Linked DNA regions of Rattus norvegicus: region 2 is linked to region 1. Evidence: chromatin contacts called from public Hi-C data. All regions are on one chromosome and are shown on one strand. The core of a region is the stretch at or near the end of the contact, and the rest is flanking DNA. Distances in the headings are between cores, read along the strand shown. Region 1 has its middle 20 kb from the start of Lmtk2. Region 2 has its middle 21 kb from the start of Ocm.

Region 1 (6,420 bases), core at 2,443-4,942:
TGGGGATGGAAAGACTAAGGGTTGGGATGGGAATAGGCCTGGTTTCTTTGAAAGAGGCAGGCAGCTGTGACCTAAGAGGATTAGGACTTGAATTCAATTCTCAGCATCACCTAAACCAGGAGCAGAGGGTCAGTTCACATCTATAATCCCAGCAGTTAGATGTAAAGATAGGAAGATCAAAAGTTCAAGGCTATCCTTGGCTATATAACAACTTTGAGGTTATCCTGGAATATATGAGACCCAGTGTCAAGAAAAGGATGGAAAGAAGGAGGGATTTTTTTTAAAGGCATTCCAATCTAATGACTTCCTTCTTCCAACAACATCCCACCCTTTAACAATCCATTTAGCTTTGAGCTCCTGAATGAATTAGTTTGTCCACAGAGGAAATTAGGACAACAGCTTTCAGTTAGTGATGTCTTCATTACTTCATTACTTCAGTTCACTTCATTAGTAATGTCTTCAGCTTGACTTTTTAAACGTCTGGGGCTCTGTATTCCAACCAGGGTCTAGAATGTCAAAATCTTTGCTCTGAGTTAAATGAGTCTATTAGTCAATTTATTCATTGCTGTGACAAAATACCCAAGAAGGGCAATTGAAAAAAACAAAGGATTTGGCTGGGCATGGATGGTAGCACACACCGTTATTAATCTCAGCACTCGAGAGGCAGGCAGATATCTAAGTTCAAGGCCAACCTGCTCCACAAAGCAAGTTCCAGGACAATGGGGGCTACACAGGGAAACCCTGTCTTGAAGAGACACCATGGCCAAGGCAACTGTTATATGACACACTTCCTCGAATGTGGTCCCACTCCCTAATCCTTCTTTTTTTTTTTTCTTTTTTCTTTTTTTTCGGAGCTGGGGACCGAACCCAGGGCCTTGTGCTTGCTAGGCAAGCGCTCTACCACTGAGCTAAACCCCCAACCCCTCCCTAATCCTTCTAATCATTTCAAATAGTGCCACTTACTGGAGACTAACCTTTCAAATATAAGAGCATGTGAGGGCCATTTTTATAAGGCTTGTATCCGGAGCATAAAGCACTTTCTCCTTTTCATTCAGGACTGAACCCCAGCAGATTGGATGGCCCTATCCACATTCAGAGTGGGGTTTCCTATCTCAATCAGTTCTATCTAGAACTGACACGCCCAGGGGCTTGTTCCCATGGCGATTCCAGATCCTGTCGACTTGATAATTATTCATCAGCACAGTGGGGCATGATAATCAAATACTAGGAAGATTTCCATTCATGAAAATGAAGCAACCCATGCTGTGTCTATGGCTGGCCCAGTAGACCTGAAAAACAAGATATTAAGTTGCAAATATCTGAGACTATTCAGCCTTGCTTTGGCTTCATCTTCTTTGACAGAGAAGGCTACTTATCCTTCATTGCTGCCCTTACTTTATTTCCTAGTGAACAAAACCCTGAATTCATAGCTAGCCACACAGCTGGCCTTCATATAAAGACTACAGTTCCCAGCCACCCTTGCAATAGGTGTCTTATGCACATACATTCTTGGCAGTGAGATTTTTGTTTTGGTTTGGTTTTTTAAATTTTTTTTTTGGTTCTTTTTTTCGGAGCTGGGGACCGAACCCAGGGCCTTGCGCTTCCTAGGTAAGCGCTCTACCACTGAGCTAAATCCCCAGCCCCTTAAATTTTTTTTGAGACTGAGTCTGATGTAACCCCAGTTGTCCTCCTCCTCCTCCTCCTCCTCCTCCTCTTCTTCTTCTTCTTCTTCTTCTTCTTCTTCTTCTTCTTCTTCTTCTTCTTCTTCTTCTTCTTCTTCTTCTTCTTCTTCTTGTAACCAAAGCTGTCCTATAACTACTGATCTTCATGCTTTTACCTTCCAACTACCAGGATTACACCAAGTACAATATAGATTGAGAAACTGAGGTCTAACATACATGGCATCAAAGTCACCTTTTCAAACTATCCATCTCAAAGGTTTCCAACAGAATTCACAAAGTTATGAAATTAAGTTTTTTTAAAAGATTTATTTATTTATTTATTTTATGCATATGAGTACACTGTAGCTGTCTTCAGACACACCAGAAGAGGGCATTGGATCCCATTCCAAATGGTTGTGAGCCACCATGTGGTTGCTGGGAATTAAACTCGGGACCTCTGGAAGAACAGTCAGTGCTCATAACCGCTGAGCCATCTCTCCAGCCAGAAGCTAAGCTTTAAGCATTCAAGAATGTTCCTTCAAAGAACATTAAGGAACATTAAGGCTGTGAAATGTCCAGTATGGTGGCAAACACTTTTGAATCCCAGTATTCAGGAGGTAGAGGCAGGTGGATGAGAGGCCAGTTTGGTCTACAGAGTGACTTTCAGGGCAGCCACAGCTATATAGTGAGACCCAATAACTAACCAACCAACCAAACAAACAAACAAACAAACAAACCACAAAGATAGACTGGAGAGATGACTCAGTGGGTAAAGTACTTGTCCCGCAGGTATGAAGGCCTAAATTTGAATTTTCAGCACCCACCTAATAGCTGAATGTTATACATGTGAAAGATGGCCCACGGGCTACAAGTACTTATTCTTCCAGAGGATCTGACTTCAAAGCCCAGCCCCCACATTGGGTGGCTCACAACTACCTCCAGGGGATCTGATGTCCTCTTCTGATCTTCTAAGACGCTTCCACTCATCTACACATACCCACGAATAGATATACACATATCTACATAATTAAAGTAATAATAGAAATAAACCACATTTTAAATGATATCTTATTATTTTATGTGAGTGGGTGTTTTGCCTGCACATATCTCTGCAGACCACATGTGTGCAGTGCTCCCAGGGACCCCGTCCCCTGAGCATTGGATCCTTTAGGCCTGGAGTTACAGATGGCTGTAAGCCACCACGTGGATGCTGGGTATTGAACTTGGGTTCTCTGGAAGATGGGCCAGTGTTCTTAGCCGACTGTTGAGTCATCTCTCCAGCTTCGTGAGATAAATTTCTAAAGTAAAACTAAGGTAGAGGGCAATTGTGGAAGACACCTAACTTTGACCTTTGGTTTTCACACGCACAAGCATAGGCACGTGCACACATACGCGCAGCAGCACACATACAGAAAGACAACTGCCAGCTGCACACAATGGCACAGGCTTGTAAATCCCAGCACTCAGGAGATTGAAACAGAACGGTCTTCAAGGCCCAGCCAAGCATCTGTAATTCCAGCTGAAGCAGGAATATTGCTACAAATTTTATGTCTGTCTGAACTAGAGTGAATCCTTGTCTCAAAAAAGATGATAATTTTTACCATTTCACTATGTGTTAGACTCACACTTTCAATCTTCCTACCTTAGCTTCTCAAGTGCTAGAATTTTAAGTGTATGACACCACAGCCTGATACATTTATAACAAAACAAAGCAAGATGACCCTTGAAGGGTAACATGATAGCTGGAGTTTGAGTTGTCATCTTGGACCACAGGGATAGTGCCACACCTGAGGGATGGAAGAACAAGCATCCAGAAAAATTCAGGACACCTTTGTGCTGCCAGCCTACCCAAAGCTGCTCATTGAGGCTTTTAAGTGAGAAAAAGATAAACTTTCTTATTTAAGACAGTCTCTTATTTGGCAGGGATGGGGGTGGAGGGTGTTCCGAATCTTCACAGTTGAACTTAAGACTAACCGACATCAAGTTGTCTGGTGAATCAGTCTAAATTCTTGGTTGTTAACCACAAAACTATTTTTAGCTGGTTTGAGAAGAAAAAAAGAATGTGTTAAAGAGTACTGGTTAATACCAATCTCTAAAAGGGCTAGAGAATCTGGCTCAGAGTCTACTAAAAAAAAGAAAGAAAGAAAGAAAAAAAAAGCAGATCTCAAAGCACATAAAAATTATTTCAACAAAGCCACTGCCACTGAAGCAAATAGCAGACTGGTTAATTATTTCTCTCTAGTCTTTGGATGGAGTCCTAGCCAACCTCTTTCAATCTGGACATGCCTGGCACTCACTTCTTTCTCTCAGCCTCGGCTTGCCATATGGCAAGATTCAAGCTGTGAGGGAGGTAGGAAAGATCATCCCTAGCTGCAAGAGAGGCAGAGAAATGATCCCTAGCTGCAAGGGAGGCAGAGAAATGGTCCCTAGCTGCAAAGGAGGCAAGGAAAATGAGGCTTAGCTGCACAGGTGCAGGGAAATATGATCATCAGGCTTCTAGGATGTTATTGGATAGCCAGAAAGAAATGATCATTGCCTACTATGTATACCCCAGCCTTCCTAACAATTTTCCAAACCAAAATCCCAGATGGCTGTTTTATTGGATGGAACTTCTGCTTTCTCTTTGTATAGAGGGCATCCCTGATAGATTGTGGCTGAAATTATGATGTAACCAGCTACACTCTGTATGCTTTATATTGTTACCCCTTTGGATTTAATGTATCTGTGTAGTGCCTCCAATCCACTCTAGCATGCAGCAAATGCTCCCTGACCCAGCAGAAAATGTTTCCTATAACTCTCCCCCTAAATTTGTTTTATTTTATTATCTTTATATCTATACCTATATCTATGTCTATGTCTATGTCTATGTCCATGTCTGTCTGTCTGTCTATCTATCTATCTATCTATCTATCTATCTATCTATCTATCTATATTATCACTGAGAGGATAAGTTAAGTATCTTTACCCAATTTTCATGGCCAGGTCAAAAGAACTGGCTTTCTCATAACAGAGTGTGGATTCAACAGTTTCCTCATCGGTAAAGTTAGGGTTTTAGCAAGATGCAATGATACGTAGCTTCTGTAAGTCTGAGACAGGAAGATGGCAAGTTTAAGGCCAGCCTGAACTACATGGCGAGTTCTAGGCCAGCCTGGGTGATGTAAGTGAGACACTGTCACAAAACAAGGCAATGGAAAACAGCCAGTGAGGACTTTGGAGTCACTGGTTTCTGAGGACTGACTCAGACTGACTGACCAGGGTTTGATATTGCTGTTTCCTTAATATTGCATTATTGTTTGATTGATTGATTGATTGAGTGTGTGTGTGTGTGTGTGTGTGTGTGTGTGTGTGTGTGTGTAGGTCAGAGGATGACTTTTAGAAATTGATTCTCTCCTACCATGTGAGTCCTAGGGATTGAACTCAGATTGTTGGGCTTGATTGCAAGCATCTTTACCCAGTGAGTCATCTTTCTAGAGGTACCTCCTAGAGCAGATTTCATTAGCAGTAATTGGGAGTTTCCCAAAATGTGTGTTTGGAGATGGAGAGAGAGCTCTGTTGGGAAAGTGCCTGCCTTACAAGTGCTAGGAACTGAGTTTGATTCCTAGAACTCATGTCAAAAAAGCTGGGTGTGGTGGTGCACACCTGTCACTACCTGGAAGGTTTAGACATAGGGATTCCTGGTACTCACTTGTCAGCCTGTTTAGCCAATTTTGAGAGTGCCAGGCTACTGAGAGGCACTATCTCAAAAACAAGGTAACGTCCAGAACTATAAGTCAGTGACAGGGCATTTGCCAAGCCTCTGCGAAGCCCTAGGTTCAGTTCCCAGCACTGTCCAAAAGAGAAGAATAGGAGGAGAAGGAGGAAGAGGAAGAAGAGAGGGAGGAAGAGCAAAAGGAAGAAAAGGAAACCATTGAAGTTGTTTCAGACACGTTTTTAAGACTGGGTGTGATGACACATGCCTGTAATTCCAGCACATGGGAGGCTGGGACAAAAATAATTGTGTGAGTTAAAGCCAGCTCAGGCTATAATATGACTTCAAGGCCAGCCCTAACTAACAGTAAAACTGTCTCAAACAAACAAACAAATGAAAACAAAAAAAATAAATAAATGAATAAAAATAAAAAACCAAGGTGAACAGCTCTCAAGGGACAATACCCAAGGCTAAGCTCTGGTCACTACACACAACCACATGGACATGCACCACACATACATGTGCAGCTACATGATCATGCACTTTCACATGCACGCATTTACCTACAGATACATGGTTCTGATTTGGATTCTATTGTTGTGACATTTTGCACATGGGTGCTTCCAAAAGAATACTACACAAGAGCTAAAAGGCAGAAATGCTATAAAGGCCAGGCCCATGGATAGATGATGAATGGATAGATGAATGAAACATGCCTGCATATCTATGAAACATGCCTGCGTATCTAATGGAATACTACTCAGCCTTGGTAGGACTGAGGTTAACAAGGTGTGGTGTCTCATGTCTGTAATCCCAGCATTAGGGAGGCTGAGGCAGAAGGATTGCTTTGAGTGTGAGACCAGTCTAGTCTATATTTCAAGATCTTGTTTTGAGGGTTGAGGAAATTGGTGTTCCGTTGCTGCGAAGAGATGCTGTGACCAAAGCAACTATTGTAAAAGAAAGCACTTAACTGGGCACTTGCTTATGGTTTCAGAGGGTTAGTCTATTATAAGTATGATGCGGTGCATGGCAATGCACAGGCAGGCGTGGTGTTGGAGACATAGCAAAGAG
Region 2 (6,420 bases), core at 1,553-4,052, 38 kb before region 1:
CTATACCTCTAATCCCGGCACTCCAGAGGCTGATGTGGGAGGATAGAAAATTTGAAGCTAACCTGGTCTACTTACTGAGTTCCAGGATAGCCTGGGCTATGCAGCAAGCGATCCTTGTTTGTTATTATTGTGGTTGTTTTGCTTAAGATCATCCTTACCTACAGAACAAGTTGAAGGCCGGCATGAGACCCTGCCTCAAGTAAATAAATATTGTTGATTTGTCTGTGCTGATCACTACTGTGTGCCCTCTCACTCAGGCCTGAATGAAGCTTATCTAACGTGTATTGTAATTTAAGTGTAATAGTCCAGATGCACGGTAATTCCCTTTCATCTTCTTAGCAGCAGCATGACATTCTGTGGGCAAGCCCAGTCCAAAACTATGGAATGGACAATCCCAGAGCCAGTAGACAGCTTCGTGGGTCAAGACACCTGCTACCAAGCCTCACGACCTGAATCCATCCCCCAAATCCCTATGATGGGAGGGGAGAAGCAGCTCCTCAAGTTGTCCCCTGACCTCCACATGTGCACTGTAGCACGTGCAACCCCACACACATACGTATGCATATAAAAATGTAATTAATACATTGGGACTGATGGCTCATCGGTTAGGAGCACTGGCTGTTCTTCCGGAGGACCCAGGTCCAATTCCCAGCATCCACACAAGCAGCTCACATCTGTCTGTAACTCTAGTTCCAGAGAGTCCAGTACCCTCACACAGACATTCATGCAGGCAATGCACTGATGCACATAAAATAAATAAATCTTTAGTTAAAAAAAATTTTTAAATGGGGGGCTGGAGAGATGGCTCAGTGGTTAGAGCACTGACTGCTCTTCCAGAGGTCCTGAGTTCAAATCCCAGCACCCACATGGTGGCTCATAACCATCTGTAATGGGATCTGATGCCCTCTTCTGGTGTGTCTGCAGACAGCTATTGATATACATAAAATAAATAAATAATTTTAAAAAAAAATTAAAATGTAATACATTTTTAAAAGTTGCATTGGTGGTTTAAGGGTTTGTTTGGGAGGCTGCTTTCTTTTTTTTTTTTTCCTAATTTATTTATTTTTATTTTCTGGGCACTGGTGTTTTGCCTGCACATATGTCTGTGTGAAGGAGTTGGATCCCCTGGAACTGGAGTTACAGATGGTTGTGAGCTGCCATGTGGGTGCTGGGAATTGAACCCAGGTCCTCTGGAAGAGCAGCTAGTACTCCTAACCACTAAGCCGTCTCTTCAGTTTTGTTTTCTACTTTTAGTTGAAACTTGTTTAATTTTGTTGAGAATTTTATTCACGAGAAATGTACTGATGGTGTTTCCTCTCTCCTATCCCTCATTAAGCTGGGGTACAACTCCGTGGTAGAGCCCCTGCCTAGAATCCCCCAGTGAGGGGCTGGGGGCGTGGCTCAGTGGTAGAGCCCCTGCCTAGAATCCCCCAGTGAGGGGCTGGGGGCGTGGCTCAGTGGCAGAGCCCCTGCCTAGAATCCCCCAGTGAGGGGCTGGGGGCGTGGCTCAGTGGTAGAGCCCCTGCCTAGAATCCCCCAGTGAGGGGCTGGGGGCGTGGCTCAGTGGCAGAGCCCCTGCCTAGAATCCCCCAGTGAGGGGCTGGGGCGTGGCTCAGTGGTAGAGCCCCTGCCTAGAATCCCCCAGTGAGGGGCTGGGGGCGTGGCTCAGTGGTAGAGCCCCTGCCTTGAATCCCCCAGTGAGGGGCTGGGGGCGTGGCTCAGTGGCAGAGCCCCTGCCTAGAATCCCCCAGTGAGGGGCTGGGGGCGTGGCTCAGTGGTAGAGCCCCTGCCTTGAATCCCCAGTGAGGGGCTGGGGTGCGGCTCAGTGGTAGAGCACCTGCCTAGAATCCCCCAGTGAGGGGCTGAGGGCGTGGCTCAGTGGTAGAGCCCCTGCCTAGAATCCCCCAGTGAGGGGCTGGGGCGTGGCTCAGTGGTAGAGCCCCTGCCTAGAATCCCCCAGTGAGGGGCTGGGGGTGTGGCTCAGTGGTAGAGCCCCTGCCTTGAATCCCCCAGTGAGGGGCTGGGGGCGTGGCTCAGTGGCAGAGCCCCTGCCTAGAATCCCCCAGTGAGGGGCTGGGGGCGTGGCTCAGTGGTAGAGCCCCTGCCTTGAATCCCCAGTGAGGGGCTGGGGTGCGGCTCAGTGGTAGAGCACCTGCCTAGAATCCCCCAGTGAGGGGCTGGGGCGTGGCTCAGTGGTAGAGCCCCTGCCTAGAATCCCCCAGTGAGGGGCTGAGGGCGTGGCTCAGTGGTAGAGCCCCTGCCTAGAATCCCCCAGTGAGGGGCTGGGGGCGTGGCTCAGTGGTAGAGCCCCTGCCTAGAATCCCCCAGTGAGGGGCTGGGGGCGTGGCTCAGTGGTAGAGCCCCTGCCTTGAATCCCCCAGTGAGGGGCTGGGGGCGTGGCTCAGTGGTAGAGCCCCTGCCTTGAATCCCCAGTGAAGAAAGGCCAGATGCCTAGTGAGATGGCTCAGCAGGTGCAGGTGTTTGGCACACAAGCCTGATGACCCGAGGTCAATCTCTAGAACCCACATACAGGAGAGAACCTCTTCTACAAAACTGTCCTCTACCACACACACGCACACACACACACACACACACACACACACACACACACACAGAGAGAGAGAGAGAGAGAGAGAGAGAGAGAGAGAGAGAGAGAAATAATAAATTTTACATTTTTTTAAAGCAAAGGAAGGAAGAACCGGAAAGGGAAGAGAAGAGGCCACACAAAGTAGAAGACTGGCAAAGTACGTTACGGCAGATCACCCAGATGGAATGGTACCCAGCTCTTAAAAATAACAGCTACGGAGGCTGCAGGGGTATATATGTCCATGACATAATTGTAAGTAAAGCAAGCTCAACCCACGATGGTCTCTGCCTAGAACTGGGTAAAAATACACCTTCAGATAAACAGAGGCCGGGAGGGACACCAAAACCAGATCGGCAGGGATCTTTCTTTCTTTGTCTCCCCCCCCCTCGTATTTCTCTGTCCCTCCCTCCCTCCCTCCGTCCGTCCGTCCGTCCGTCCGTCTGTCTGTCTGTCTGTCTGTCTGTCTTATTCTTTGATTCTTTGCTGTGGTGGCATCATGATCACAAACTGAGAAGGAACTGTGTTGAGGGAGAAGGGAGCCTTGTGCTCTGGGTTGGTGGGTTGTCACTGGAAACACTTTCACTTTATCTGTAGCTACGGGCACAGATTGAGCTCAGAGTGCTGGGCTTTTAGGATGAGTCCAGGCCAACATGCACTCCCCAGTGTGAAGTACAACCTCTGATTTCCAGGCAAGTAGTGCGCGCGCGCGCGTGCGTATGTAAGTTAGAGGATGACTTCAGGTACCTTCTGCCGTTTGGTTTTTTCCTTTGTAGGGGCAGGGACTGAGTATATGTGCACCATGTGCGTGCAGGTACTCATAGAGGCCAGCAGAGGGCATCAGGTCCCCCCCGGAGCTGTCCCAAATGGATGCTGGAAACTGAACCCAGGTCTTCTGCAAGAGCAGGAAGTCCTGGTCACGGCTGAGTCATCTCTTCAGCTCCTCCCCCTTTCTTGATGGCCTGGTACTCATTGAATAGTCTAGATCCTCCTGTCTCTGCCTCCCCAGCACTGGGATTAAAAGCATGCTGTACCTTACCCGGCTGTTTTGTTTTGTCCAATGTGGGGTCCAGTGATGGAATTCAGATCCTCATGACTGTAAGGCTCCAGAATTGCAATGGCAATCCACGTCTGTTAAACAATTAATACAAAGTCTAAGGTATCTTAGGCTGGCCTCCAACTCACTCTGTAGCCAAAAGTGACCTGGGATGCCTGATCCTCCTGTTTCTATCTCTAATGTGTTAGGATTACAGGTGTACACCACCATGCCTGGTTTATATGTAGCCATGATGGACCTTAGGGCGCCATGCAGGCTAGGCACATGCTCTATCAACTGGATGCTACATCCCTAGTCCATGTCTGGTTTTTAAAGCTACTTGGTTTGTGGTATTGTGTTAACACTGCTGCTAAGGGGTTGGGGATTTGGCTCAGTGGTAGAGCGCTTGCCGAGCAAACGCAAGGCCCTGGGTTTGGTCCCCAGCTCCAGAAAAAAACAAACCAAAACAAAACAAAAAAACAACACTGCTGCTAAACAAAGGATGTCATGGTGCCCTCTCCGTGTTGGAGCTGCATTGTCCAGAACCTGAGAATGTGGCTATATTTGGAGATAGGGCCTTTAAAAGGACCATGAAGTTAAAATAAGGTTGAAGAGCCAACAAGATGACTCCGTGGGCGAAGGTGTTTGCCACCACACCTGGTGTCTGCATTCACGCCTCAGAGCCCATGTGGTGAAGAAAAAATGAACTCCTGCAGTTTCTCCTCTGACCTCCACACATGCACCAAGGCACTCATATATACACACACACACTCACATTCACACACACAGACACACACACATACAGAGACTCACACATACACACACACACACAGGCACAGACACACACACAGACACACACAGAGACACAGACACACACACAGGCACACACACAGAGATACACACATATATCCACACAGATACACACACATACACACACAGACATATCCACAGACACACTCACAGAGACACACACACAGACATACACACATAGACACACACAGAGAGACACACAGACCCACACAGAGACACAGACACACACACAGACAGATACACACAGACACAGAGGCACACACACACACGCAGACACACTCACAGAGACATATAGACATACACACCTAGACATACACATAGAGACACACAGACACAGAGACACACAGACACACACAGAGGCACACACACACAGACACACAGAGGCACACACACACAGAGACAGGGATACACACAGACACAGACACACAGACACATACAGAGGCACACACACACAGACACACAGAGGCACACACACACAGAGACAGGGATACACACAGACACAGACACACAGACACATACAGAGGCACACACACACAGACACACAGAGGCACACACACACACAGAGACAGGGATACACACAGACACAGACACACAGACACATACAGAGGCACACACACACAGACACACAGAGGCACACACACACAGAGACAGGGATACACACAGACACATACAGAGACACAGAGACACACACAGACACACAGACCACACACATACACACACACACACACACAAATAAGCAATTTGATGGGTGTCCTCCTAAGAAGAGACACTAGGGAGCTGAAGAGTTGCATGGTGGTTCAGTTTAGAGCTTTGGCTGCTCTAGGGCTCAGCACTCCTGATCCCCAGCACCCACAGGGCAGCTCCCAACATCTACAACTCCAGTTCCAGGGGGTCGGAGACTGTCTTCTGCATCCCATGATTACCACACACACATGTGATGGATACATGTAAAACACCTGTATACATAAAATGATCAAATAAGGTTTTAGAAATTCCAAAAGAAAGCAAGGAAACCAGGACACTCAGTGTGTGCGGCCAGAGGGAAGGCCACGCAAGGACCAAGTGACAATGGGGTGGTCTGTCCGTAAGCCAAGGAGAAACCAGCACTGTCAATGCCTTGCCACACTTTCCCTGGATTCCAGGATTGTGAGACAAAAAGTTCTGTTGTTGAACATATTCAGTCTCGTGTGTGTGTGTGTGTGTGCGTGTGTGCGCGCGCGCGTGTGCGTGCATGTGTGTATTACTGAGGATTGAACCTATGGTTTTGTACATGCTACACCAGTACTCTACCTGAACAATACCTTCAGTCCCGTAAGCGGGGTGGGATTCCTAATATTGAGCCACACCCCCAACCTCCGGGGAGATCCCAGGCTGGTGCTTTACCACTCAGCTATGTCCCCAGGCCCTTTGCTCACTTTTAATTTTGAGACGGGGTCTCCATAAGTTATCCACATTGAACCTGAGCTTGCTCTGCACCCCAGGCTACCGTTAGTCTCTCAGGCTCTCACCGGATCTTGTCCCCCGCCATGTTCACGTTCTTTAATCATTTCTTTGTATGAATACAAGTGTTTTGATTGCATATATGTCTGTCTCGCCCTCTTAACCCCGCGTCAGAGTTCCAGCCGGATGCCAGGCTTGGGGATGCTGGGGCTCTGAACATAGCTCTTCATGCTTCCGTGGCGAGCCCGTGACCAACTGAGCCACTACCCTGCCTCTGCAAAGGGAATTTCTGAGGAAATATTCAAATATAGTCATTGCAGGGTTGCGTGTTTATCATGCCCTCATAGTTTTACATTGGAGCGATTTCATAATCATGATAATAATAATCAGAGCTGGAAGCCTATTTATAGCGTTCAACCCACTCCTCCCCAGTCGTCACATTTTAAAGACAGGGAAACTGAAGCCTTCGGGGGATGGGGGAAAGCAGGATGAGCGACAGTTAGTTGGAAGATGAGACCAGGCAGGTGGCATGAAGTTGGGACCAGCTCCC

Evidence for each region. A called contact is a pair of places that touch in the nucleus more often than the background predicts.
Region 2: a Hi-C map of frontal cortex shows a contact between it and region 1, with 1.7 times the contacts expected there. The contact joins two enhancer-like sites. A contact is called at or near these places in 4 of 12 Hi-C or Micro-C datasets (the A7r5 cell line, Schwann cells, frontal cortex and 1 more).

What each region holds. Positions count from the first base shown.
Region 1 is chr12:15,639,448-15,645,867 of GRCr8, reverse strand. No RefSeq gene overlaps it. Among named protein-coding and RNA genes, the nearest start is that of Lmtk2, 20 kb to the right of the region's middle. Within about 2 kb of position 3,692, at least 7 of the 93 cell types and tissues checked have an H3K27ac peak or open chromatin away from gene starts, as enhancers often do.
Region 2 is chr12:15,676,078-15,682,497 of GRCr8, reverse strand. It overlaps a transcript of Ocm not described here. Among named protein-coding and RNA genes, the nearest start is that of Ocm, 21 kb to the left of the region's middle. Within about 2 kb of position 2,802, at least 8 of the 93 cell types and tissues checked have an H3K27ac peak or open chromatin away from gene starts, as enhancers often do.